Linked DNA regions of Mus musculus: region 1 is linked to region 2. A link is a contact called in public promoter capture Hi-C data. All regions are on one chromosome and are shown on one strand. The core of a region is the stretch at or near the end of the contact, and the rest is flanking DNA. Distances in the headings are between cores, read along the strand shown.

What was found. Promoter capture Hi-C pulls out the DNA fragments that hold promoters and counts their contacts.
Region 1: a promoter capture Hi-C map of embryonic stem cells shows a contact between it and region 2, with 2.5 times the contacts expected there. The contact joins the promoter of Prr14l here to the promoter of Ppp1cb in region 2. A contact is called at or near these places in 3 of 39 promoter capture datasets (embryonic stem cells, erythroid cells and liver), 2 of 484 Hi-C or Micro-C datasets (CD4 T cells and Th1 cells), 3 of 115 datasets of contacts at active chromatin or transcription factors (astrocytes, effector CD8 T cells and memory CD8 T cells) and 1 of 9 other capture datasets (adipose tissue).

Annotation. Positions count from the first base shown.
Region 1 is chr5:32,851,798-32,857,853 of GRCm38.p6, reverse strand. It overlaps Prr14l (proline rich 14-like), which reads left to right and starts at 3,624. Exons shown (of 11, transcript NM_194340.2): 1 at 3,624-3,761; 2 at 5,856-5,972.
Region 2 is chr5:32,455,760-32,462,283 of GRCm38.p6, reverse strand. It overlaps Ppp1cb (protein phosphatase 1 catalytic subunit beta), which reads right to left and starts at 3,314. Exons shown (of 8, transcript NM_172707.3): 1 at 2,877-3,314. The coding sequence starts at 2,928.

The DNA of each region.
Region 1 (6,056 bases), core at 2,375-4,874, 400 kb before region 2:
GTGGTTGAGATTGTGTCCCCATCCCCCCAACTTTGCGGTGTGTCTGCCAATAAACACAGTCTTGCCTAAAGTCAGACTTACCTCTCTTTCTTCTTTTCTGCCTCCATTAAGCCACCCTGAGAAATCTCTCTCTCTCTCTCTCTCTCTCTCTCTCTCTCTTTCTCGGGGGGGGGGCAGAGGGGCGGTGGTGGTGATAATAAATTTACCACAACGGAATACGGAATACCTCCTACTTGGAAGTGTCCAGTGTGCAGGTCTCTACCAACCCAAACCCTAAGATATTCCTAGGTTTCTGTGATCCTTTGGTTGTTGTTGATATTCAATTCTGATAATTGAATCCTGGGGGCCAGTGCTCTTCCCCGGAAATGGGGATTGAAAACTAAACCAGTACAGGCTAATCAAACTCTACCACTGAAAACAACCCCAGCTTTCTATGTCCCTCCAATAATCAGTGACAATAGCTATGGTTTTAATGCTACTTTAAAATTGTAATGTAAACCGGGCGTGGTGGCGCACGCCTTTAATCCCAGCACTCGGAGGCAGAGGCAGGCGGATTTCTGAGTTTGAGGCCAGCCTGGTCTACAAAGTGAGCTCCAGGACAGCCAGAGCTATACAGAGAAACCCTGTCTCAACCCCCCCACCCCCAAAAAAAATTGTAATGTAAAATAAGCTACCCTGCAGGGATGACAGTGAAGTGGGTAGCCTGAGAACCTGAGACTTTCATCACAGGAAGCCATGTGATGTGATGCATCTGTAGTCCCACCCCTACTACTAATTGTGGACCTTACCAAAGCTTAAGGGCTACTAGCTAGCCTGGGGAACCCTGGGATCCCAACCTTATCCAGGCCATTGATTATGCTAAACCTAGAGTGTCCCAATGTTCCTATTTGTTGGGACATCTTTCTCTTTAAGAAGAGTTTGGTGAATTACAGTTCCACTCTGTAACCAGACTGGCATTGAATTCATGACAATCCTTCTACCTCTGCTTCCCTCCAAGTTCTGGGCTTATAGGAGCAAACCACCATGCCCAGTGCACTTGCCTCTTCTCCATTTCTTTCTTTCTCTGACAGCTAAGGCTGGGGATGGGACCCAGGCCTCACACATACTGGGCAAACTCTCTGTCCCAATCAAACTTCAGCCCTGTTTTTGAGCTGTGTCATCCTACCAACCTCCTGCTTCATTCTGTAAGTATTTTATAACTAGAGATAGGGTTTCAGGTCATAACACTGCTGTGTTGTCTTCTTTTTTTTTTTTTAAGATTTATTTATTTATTATATGTAAGTACACTGTAGCTGTCTTCAGATGCACCACAAGAGGTCATCAGATCTCATTACTGGTAGTTGTGAGCCACCATGTGGTTGCTGAGACTTGAACTCAGGACCTTCGGGAGAACAGTCAGTGCTCTTTTTTTTTTTCCGGGGGGGGGGGAGGGTTTCGAGACGGTTTCTCTGTGCATCCCTGGCTCTCCTGGAACTCACTTTGTAGACCAGGCTGATCTCCAACTCAGAAATCTGCCTGTCTCTGCCTCCCGAGTGCTGGGATTAACAGTGTACACCACTACACCTGGTTCAGTCAGTGCTCTTAACCGCTGACCCATCTCTCCAACCCTGCTGTGTGTCTTCTAATCATGAAGACCACTGAATCATTAATGCCTCTAGTTAATCACAGAACCTTTTTTTGTTTGTTTGTTTGGTTTTTTGGTTTTTTTCGAGGCAGGGTATCTCTGTATAGCCCTGGCTGTCCTGGAACTCACTTTGTAGATCAGGCTGCCTCCAACTCAGAAATCTGCCTGCCTCTGCCATCTGAGTGCTGGGATTAAAGGTGTGCGCCACCAAGTCTGGCATCACAGAACCTTTTTTAGTTTTTCCCCAGCTTTAACTAAACAAGCTATAGGTTTCCAGTATTTTCCAAAAAATATATAAAAATATATTTGTTTTGTTTTATTTTGAAAGCAAAAGCATTGTAAAACAGTAGAGGATTTGGGAATGGGCCAAGGGGTCTCCCATTGCATGATAAGCAAAAGTTCCCATGGTGGTATATATAATCCCATCACTGGAAGAGTTTGCGGCCAGTCTGAGTGAGAGATTGTTAAAAAAAAAAAAAAGTGTGGGGGGGGTATGTTTTAAAGAAAAAAGCCAGGTGGTAGGGCACATATTTCTTTTTTTTTTTTAAAGATTTATTTTATTATTATATGTTAGTACACTGTAGCTGTCTTCAGACACACCAGAAGAGGGAGTCAGATCCTGTCACGGATGGTTGTGAGCCACCATGTGGTTGCTGGGATTTGAACTCTGGACCTTTGGAAGAGCAGTCGGGTGCTCTTACCCACTGAGCCATCTCACCAGCCCTAGGGCACATATTTCTAATCCCAGCACTTGGGAGGCAGAGGCAGGCAGATCTCTTGAGTGTGAGACCAGCCTCATCTACAGAGCAAGTTTCAGTACAGCCAGGGCTACAAAGAGAAACTATCTTCAAAACTAAAAATAACCAAACAAAAAGTTGATAGATTTTAAGAGGCTACTTAAAAAAAAAAAAGAAAAAAAAAAGAAAAAAGATGGCGAGCCACATCTAAATAGTGAGTTCCAAGTCAGCCTGGACTACATAGGGAGAACCCTATTGCAATATTTCCTATCGAGAGAGAGAGAGAGAGAGAGAGAGAGAGAGAGAGGAGATAAAAGGATAAAAATAAAAATTTAGTAAGATGAATAATACTTTCATGTGACTTAAGAAAACGAATAAGCCAAGCATGGTCGCACATGCCTATTTTCCCTTTATCCAAAAGGTCAAGGCAGGAAGGTCAAGAGTTGAGGCTAGACTGGCACACATAGCAAGTTTCAGACTTGCCTGAGCTAAAAAGTAAGATCCTGACTCAAATCAAATCCTATGTAAACCAGGCTGTCTTCTGCCTTTTTGGGGTTAAAGGAGCGTGCAGCCAAGCCTTGGTTTCCTCTGCAGATCCTAATCAAAGAAAAGGTAATTTCAATTTTCTTTGTAGACCAGGCTGGCCTTGAACTCAAAAATCCGCCTGCCTTTGCCTCCCAAGTGCTGGGATTAAAGGAATGCCAGGTCCATTGTAATTTCTTCCAGACACTTCTTTAGGTGCTATGAATATAGAGTCCTAAAGAAAACAGACAAGGATGGAAAGAAACAGGCAACACAGATAAAATGAGGTACCTTCAATGCTAGAGAGGCAATGAAACAAAATCAAAGTGTAATCAAATACTTTCCTGGGTTATCTTTTGAATTTCAGTGTGATTAGAAGCAATAGGAGGATGGTGTGACCTAAACCTTTGATTATAGTTATTAGAAGGTCCCACAATCTGCCAGGATGGAAGCAGACAGGGCCCTAGAGTGGCATCTGTCCACCTCAGAGATATGGACCATAGCACTGGTAACAGTCTGAGACAGGAACTGGGTAGAACGATGTGTTTCTCTTTAAGAGTCAACGCGGTGGGGGCGGGGCTGAGCGTGTCTGGAGCTAGCGGAGGGTGGAGGTACCAGCCGGGAAGAGCCGCCCTCCGGATTGCGCGCGCGCCGTGCGGGGGCGGGATCGAGACCCGTCCGCATGGCTGGCTTTGGCCCCGGATGAGGAAGTGCGGTAGGTGGGGGGGGAGGGCACTGTGGAAGCGGTGGAAGCTGGAGCGCCCTCGGGCCTCGGCTCCCGAAGATCTGGTAGAGTTGGCGGCGGCGGGGACAGCAGGGACGGAGGCAGCCGACGCCAAAGTGGAGGGATGAGCACGAGCCGTGGAGGAGGCCACAGGGTAAGAGGCCTGGGCAGTCCCACGACCGCCTGGGGGTCCTCCGCCGGACGGTGCTGACTAAAGGGGGTCCGGGCCCCCAGCCTTTCAGGGAGCCGAAGGGCACCGAAGCAGTGCTGTTAGTGACAAACACCCACAGACATCCAGGAGATCAGGCTCTACGTCCCTGGGAGAAAACAGCTTCTCGGAGTCCTGGTTCCAGGGGAAGGAGGCTCCCATTCAACCTTCATCTGCAGGGGACCCCCAACTTCTCTCTCCTTGGAGAGGACGACGCCCCTTGTTGGTATACGCCTTTCCTCGGCTCTGGTCGATTTGTCAGCGAAGGGAGACCCGTTTATGGTGCCAAGGGGAATTCTTTATTCAAAAGAGCGACCCCCACTTTGGTCAGCGTCTTCCAAGTGAAGGAGGTTCTCAACTTTCCCAAAAGTGACAGAGGTATCCTATCTGCAAGAAACAGATCTCTCGATCCTTTATTTTTCACTTTCACCCCAAGATAGAGGGAGGCCCTGAATTTATGATATCGTAAGTCAGCTTTTCTCCCCTTCCCCCAGTCATGTCCACCAAGGGAGCTTTGGTTTTTGTGTTTTTATTAAGTCTCTTAGTATTGATTGAGCTGCTGCTCCTCTTTTGGAGTGTGATATTTGCAAGTTTGTATCTCCCACTTAACATCCTCATGACCTTGCCTCATCCCCTGTCAGTTGCAGCCCATCCTTAACCTGGGTACTTTTTTTTCTCTGAATTGTCATGAGGGCTCAAGGGAACTTTTGTGGAAAATGCTTGGTGCACAGTGAACGTTTGGTCAGTTGTTAGTATTGATATATTAAGAAAGAAAAGTCATGTCCTCAGAGAAACTGTTATTGGCATGAATGTATCCTCCATCACAAATTGCAACCCTCTTTCCACCAGAAAGGCTTTCCCTGCTCCTAAGATACAGTATTCTTCCTCTCACTTTGGATCTTGCTGTACTCTACTCCCTAAGTTAACAGAGAGCCTTGGTGAAAATCAGGGAAAGAAATAGTAAGTTTTGGAAACATGTTAGCACTTTACCTGTTTATTATTTTGATTTGAGGGATTTTTTTTTTATAGCTCGGGCTCAAACTAGGTAGGTAGTCAAGGCTAGCCTCTAGTCCCCCCAATAATCTTTTTTTTTTTTTTTTTTTTTGAGACAGGGTTTCTCTGTAGCCCTGGCTGTCCTGGAACTCACTTTGTAGACCAGGCTGGCCTGGAACTCAGAAATCCGCCTGCCTCTGCCCCAATCTTTTCTCACTTTATAGGACACTCCTAGTTCAGGCATGCACCACCATGTGCCACTTTATGTTTTGTTTTGAGACAAGCTCTCATGTAGGCTGTGCTGGCTTCAGATTTGCTATGTAGCCAAGCCTCTGATCTTCCTGCCTCCATCTCTTCATTAAGAGTCTTAAGAGGGAAGGAAACGTGGTGCCAGAAGCCAGACGTTCTTTGTCCACCAAATCTGTCTAGATCTCCTCTCTCTTCAGTTGCTTTTGTTGGCAAAAAAAAAAAAACAAAACAAAAAAAAAAAAACAAAAAAACAAACCTTCCCCTTATCTACACATCCTCTTCAGCCTCCAGCTCTCCAAAGTAAAAGACTGTCCTTTTCCAGTATGTAAAGCGTTGTAGATGGCTTCCTACCCCTCCCCCTTGGATAAATACATGAACGTCTTTCATATGTGGTGTCTTTTGTCAGTAGACGTCAAGAGCGTTTTCAGTTTAAGCCTCTGTTGAGAGATGGATTGCTTTTTCTGCATGTTAATAAAAAGGGAAAGGAAAACAGCCTTGATGCCTTAAGAGATTCCCTGCACACACACTTCCCATCTAAGAGCTGGGTCCCGTGTGATGATATTCTTCCTGGTCTTGCTTTCAGTTTGTGTTGAGATCTTGATTAGTGGTTTGTTTTTCCTTTGAGACAGGATCTAGCTATGTAGCCCTAGCTGGCCTAACACTCACTGTGTATCTCAGTCTGTCCTCCACAGCCTTCTCGCGTTGGCCTCTTCCTGAGTGTTAGAACCACTGGTGTGAGCCACCACTCCTGGTCTAGGGAGGGCCTAGTAAAAGATTCTTCTTTTTCTGTCCCTCAAGAGGAGGCCTCTTCTCCAAATTCCCTCATGGAAGAATTGGATACAGTGTCTGAATGTCCCTTATGGAGGGGCTGGCTGCAGGATCTGAATCTTTGGAAAAGAAAGCCCTTTTCTCAAGGTGAGAGGAGTGCTGTGAACTCAGGGCGTGATCATTCTTGTGAGTCTTGTTTCTTGACACAAGCATGGCAGTGCTCACTGTTGT
Region 2 (6,524 bases), core at 2,065-4,564:
TATTTAAATGGTCTAACATCGAACAAAGTAACATAAAAAGTAGTTACTGAAAGTGAGTGCACTTAACTGGCCATCAGAGTTTAATATATTTTTAAATGAATAAACTGTAACATAAAGTAAACACTTTAAAATGAGACTAGGTTCTGATCAATTTTTTTCTCTTAATGCAAAAAAACATTTTTACAAAAGCAAGGTTTTTTTCCTGTTGTGTTTTGCTGGTCTAGAGCTCAGAGATCTGCCTGCCTCAGCCTACTGGGTGCTGGGATTAAAGCCACAACTTTTTGCCCAGCCAAAAGCAATCTTTAATTGATAGACAACACTGCATCTTTTAGGAACACATATTTTAAGTGCATACACTGTGAAATGGCTGAACACACTGAATCCACACATTTTATCTACCAAGGATGTCATATTTATCATACTGGTCCTTAGAGCACACATTCTCGAAGGTTCTCTTCACACTTTCAATACAATGACCACTAACTGTAGTCTTGCTATGGATAGACGTCTTTAACTATAATTACATATCTTTTAATGTTCACTTTCATTTAGGACACACAAAATATATAACCTAGACATCTTTAACTATAATTATGTATCTTTTAATGTTCACTTTCATTTAGGACGCACAAAATATATAACCAGGTTATTCTGTTCTGCGAGGCAACTTTACAGAATAGCACCACTTGAATTTGAGTTAAATTAGCATGTAATACTGAAAACTAAAGTAGGCTGCCCGGCAGAGGTGGTGCATGTCTCTAATTCCCAGTATTTGGGGAGGCAGAGTTTGAGGCAGCCTGGTCTACAGAGCAAGTTCCAGGATAGCCAGGTACAGAGAAACCCTGTCTCAAAAAAAATTTTTTTTTCAAGATTGAATTTACTCACTAGAAAATCCAAGACTTCAAAATTTATTTGAACAGGTTTAGGCTTGGGGAGGGAAGGAGGGACTGGTAATATTTTAGAGTAACAACAAAAGCAGTCTTCGTCTGGATTAAGGAACAAGAATGTAACAAAACTACTAATAAATTGTACATTCAAAGCAGGAAGAGCAGGAAGGCTAGCACACACTGAGAAGCCACTTGTTTATACTGAGCTGCTTGAGTGAGGAGTGAGCCTTATCTTTGACTCCTGGTGCCTGGCAGTGCAGTCAATAAACACTTGCTATATTAGAAAAAAAGAACGTATTCTTACCCAAGAAGGGGGGACTGGTGGGTGCTGGTGACTGATGATAGAACCAAATATTTAACAATGATATAGCTCAGGCTACTTTCCCCTTTTTCTCTACAACTCCCACTCTATTAGTTGTATTTAAGCATCTGTAACTGTATAGAAGTACATTTGATTTAAAGGCTTCTAGATCGGTTTAAAATACATGCATCTGCTATAAGGTATTTATGAAAAATTAAAAATATTAATAAACTGCGATAAAATCTGATCCAAATTTAATTTAAAATTTAGATTATATGAAAACAGTGGTGGGCTTAAATTCCCCTTCTCCGAAGAGTAACAAGATATAAAGATTTAAAATAACTATATTTCCCTAATAGAGCCAGCCATGTACTACAAGCATAAATTTTTTTTAACTAAACAAATTTCTCACAGACCCAGCAAGATGTTTCTATCAATTAAAGACCACAAAATCCCAAGCAGTAAACACAGCAAGCACCAGGGGGCCTCCCAGGAATAACTTGATACTAAAGGAGAAGGTAAATAAGAAAGAGTTCCTGGTAAAAGTTCTGCCTTTTTCTCAGCCTTAAGGCTGCTGGAAAGCTTTTACATCTGGAGCATATAAACAGAGTTGTTTTGTTGTTGTTGTTGTTTTAAACAGAGAATAAATACTTCGTACTTTAACTAGTTAAAGAAAAGTCACCCCTCTCCACGCTCTTTGGTAAAATTCCAAACACAAACAGCTTCGCTGTAGTAAACACACGCATTCATTAGGAGGCTGACAAAAAGGACTCTTAACCACTCAAAAACGCAATTCTTTTTTACACACTCCACAATTAGTGACGACGCAAATTTTATAGCGTAAAAGGGTTCTTTTGACCAAGACCCGCCTTTAACTTCGAACAGTATCCCCCAACGGACCAATACATTTAACTACTGGCCTCTCCATCTCCTCTTTTCTCCTTATGTTCCCACCAACACAAAACTAATCGATAAAAGCATAAGAACCCGGAACTTCAAATGCTGAGAACACTTGTAAAATACCTTTTAAGCTCAAGAGATTATTCACAACAGACATTTGCTAAGTTTGTGCAGAAATTAAACTCGGCTCAAACATGTTTAAAAAAAAAAAAAAGCCCCCAAATCAACCCCTTCAGCACATGTATCCGGGCGTTTCGTATTTCTAACGGACGTCTTTAACCTGATTCAGGATTTTTACTGTTTTTTTATACTCCAGATAATAAATGGTAAACTAGTCATCGTATCCTCTCCCTAATTCTTTCTAGAGCATCCAGTAAAATGCAAACGATCCGAGAGCCTTACTGGGAAGGTTTTATGTAAAATTCACTACCGGAACGACCATCGGAGGCTGCCAAGGGCAACGCACAAAGAGAACCGAGAAATACACATTCCACGGACACACAAAGCCCAGCGGCAGGCATCCTCGCCCCTTCTTCGGAACGGTCTGCAGAGGCCAGCACAGCGGCCAAGCGGAGCCCGGCCGCCTCTCGGGAAGACTGTACCAGCCGATGGGCCTCCGGCCTCGCTCGGCCCGGCCTCCCCGCCTGCCCGCCCGCCAGCCCGCGCTCCTGGCCTCCTGGGGCACCCGGCCCGCCCGCCCGCCCGCCCGCCTGCCCTCCTCTCCGACCTCAGCTCGAGCGGGAAGGGCCCCGCGGCCGGGTGGGGAGACGAGCCGGCGCCGCACTCACCCTCCAGCAGGCGGGTGATGAGGCTGTCCACGTTCAGCTCCCCGTCCGCCATCTTGTCGGCACCAGACTCTCCTCCCTAAAGCGTTAACAGGGCTTCTCGGCGGCGGCGGCGGCTCGGCGTTCTCACCTACGAGTCACGCGGCGTTTCGACCCCGGCTCCAACTCCCCCCGGGCGCGGGCCCTCCCCCCACCCCCTCCCCGCCGAGCAGCGACAGCGCGCGCACACGCTGGCGGCGCCCACTGGAAATAAATAAATAAACAAGCAGGCCCCCAGGAACCGGGCCGCGTCAGGAACCGGGCCGCGTCAGACCCCAGCCGCCACCGCCTCCTCCACCTCCTCCTCGGCACCGCCCAGCTCCGCAAAGCTCGGCAGCGCCACGGACAGCCCCGCCCTCAGCGTCACTCCCTCCCCTCCGCCCTTGCGGGCCGCCTAGCCGCGCCGAACTGCGCGCACGCGCGCCACGTCCCCTTCCTGCCTCTCCAGCTCCCCGCCCTCCCCTCCGCGGTTGCTAACGCGCAGGAGCGATTCCCTCTCTCAGGCGTTCCACTGCAACGAACAGTCGCCACTACGCAGGCGCAGGGCGGAGCCTGCCTTGCTTGTGAACGCAGAGCCGGCGTAGGCTGGAATGACCTTCCTTCCCTGCTCCCCAGGGCCTGGTGGTTCCGCAGAGTTAACTATTGCGTTCTTCCCGCCTTGCTTTTCTTTTCTAGGTTTCAGTCACTGGTTTTCAAAACAATTGCTCGTATTTCCGCTAACCCGGAAACGTGGGTTTCAGTTGCCTATGTTGGAAACCCAGGTGTGCTGGAGATAAGAGACTTCTCTGTTGAAAAAGATTGACATTGCAGATCAAGGGCTCTGTATCACATCACCAGAGTCGCTGATTCGCCAGGTGACCCTAGAAGAAACAGGATTCAAAGTGGGCCTCAGTCAACAGCAATAAGATTTTACACGCTCCCGACATCTCCATACACTCAGGATACCACTTTTCTATAGTTCTTTTCTGTTCATTGATTTCTTATATTGCTTAATTCTCTTATCTTGTGATTTTTAAACATTTCTCTACTGCACTCGGTTCCTAGAGGATAAAAATCACATTTACCGGGCATAAGAGACCTGTAATCCCTACAACTGGGAGATGGAGGCAGAAGATCCAGAAGCCCAAGGTCATCTTCAGCTACATAATAAATGCTTGCAGTTGGGATAAATTAAAAACAAATACAGGGACTGAAGAGATGATTCAGAGGTTAGGAGCACTGCCTGTTTTTTTGCAGAGGACATGGGTTCAATTCCCAGCACCCACATGGTTACAACTATCTATCTGTAATTTTGATTCTGATAAAAATAAAATAAAAAGAAAAGGACATGATTGCTTCTAGGTATGATGAAGAAAAAGGTTTATTAGAGATAAATGGGAGAACATAGTTGGGAGGAAAGACATCTGGGAATATTCAGAGCGAGCATGACTCTGAGGGGGAGGGAAAGAGAAGATTAGGGCAGGGAGTGTGCATGCCATACATACCCTGTAACAGGTAGGAATGGCTGAGAGAACCTGGGTCCAGTAACCACTTTCACATGTTAAATAAGTACCTCTGTCATTTGTCCCAGGTTTGAGACCTAACAGTTCCAGGGCATCTGATGCCCTCTCGGTCCTCTCTATGGGCACTATACATAGTACACAAACATACATGCAGACAAAGCACTCATATGCATAAAAATACTTTTTAAAAGTAAAGAAGGAAATAGAAAAAAAAAAAAGGAAACCAAGCATGGGAAAGATCAGATTAAACCAGGGGCTTTATTTCCAAAATGCACGCTGGAAGATTCTGTTAACTTGAAAAAGATGGGCTAAAAAGTTGACTCTCTGCTTTCTAGAAACTAAGAAACTGAAACACCAGTTACAAATGGAGGTAGATATTTTGATGCCATTTCTCCAAATCTATCTCTTCCATGACTTTAAGAATTCAGAATACTTGGGAATGCTTATGTAGATGTCTTATGTTTTTATGGGCCCTATAAGTCCCAAGGAAAAGAACTTTTAAGTCTTATCCACAACTAAAGTTCAATTATATGCAGACATGCTAAAAAGGGTACCCCCGTCCAATGGGACTACAAAGAGAAAAAGTGATCATTGAAAAGAGAGTTGCTGTAAACAGGACACAATTCAGTCCGACAGAATTATGGGTTCAAGGAAACAAGAGAGAAGGTCAGAGTTTCCATTCCCCGTCAGGTTTTCCAGTGTCTTGGAAGATTGAAAAAGAAATGGGTCATAGCAGAAAATGTTGGGATTTTTTTTCCAGGGAGGGGCATCATTTTTGTTATTTTTTATTTTGAAACAGTGTCTCACTATGCAGCCCCTTGCTGGCTTGGAACTCACTATGTAGACCAGGCTGGCATCAAACTCTGCAATCTACCTGCCTATTTTTTCCCTAGTGCTGAGATTAAATGTGTGTGTCATTACACAGAGCTGAGAGAATTTTTGTTACTAGTAGTCCAACAAACTTTTCTATGAAATGTCCCCCCAAAAGAAATGTAAAAATTTGCAGAGCTGTGGTGCCAAACACCTTTAATCCTTGCGCTTGGAAGGCAGAGGCAGGCAGATCTCTGAGTTTGAGGCCAGCCTGGTCTACAGAGCAAGTTCCAGGACAGCTAGGGAGGGCTAAAAGAGAAAGCCTGTCTCAAAAAAGAAAGAGAGAAGGAAAGAAAGGAAAGAAAGAGAGAGAGAGAGAGAGAGAGAGAGAGAAGAGAGAAGAAAAAAAAAAGAAAAAGAAAAATCCCAAACAAGCTAACAAACACTTAAGACACTCCCTATCTTCTATATTAATATGTACATATGTACTTTTATTATACACACACTACTCTCCCCTAGTCCAAAATAATTAAAGCGAATATAACTAAATGCCTCTTCTCTGACCTTGGGGCAAAGACTTTTCCTTTATCCTGGCCCCCAAAAGGGACACACAGATAGTCCTCCTCACACACCACCACCACCACCACCACCACCACCACCACCTGGAGTGGGGGAGTAGATTTTTCAGTAGAACAATTTATCTTTATCCTTCAAGATAAACTGAATAGAAAACAAATCCCTAGTGACTGAAGGAATTCATTAACCGTTGTCAGCTAGGAGAACTGTTAAGTAGAGGTAATTAAAGATAGATGAACAGTCACCATCAATGGTGATTAATGGCTGAAATGTTGAGTCTGTGGCCCTTCCCTTTCTCTTACAAGGAGATTACAGGAGCAGTATGTATTTAGGTCAGCCTTAGTTTGTTACAACAAAACCTGTCATCTACATAGGTAAAAGTGTTTCTCTTTTAGTGTGAAAGGATGCCTCCTTCAAACAGCATACCAGGAGTTTGCACCAACAGCATCTTATTGGTGAGGAAAAGAATACAAAATGAAACTTTGTTTCAAATGACATACTTGAAATGGTTTGTCATTAATACAAGTTGGTCTCTTGCAACAAAAGTCTTTCCATTCACTTTCTGCATTGGAGGTTTAACTACTTGGTTTCTTAAGTTTCTCTTTCAATTGACTCTGATAAATAGAATAATTTGCTGAGCTCTTTCTTTCTTCCTTCCTTTCTTTTCCCCACTCACTCACTCCCTGCCACTCTCTCCTTTTGGTTCTGGGGAATCGAACATAGA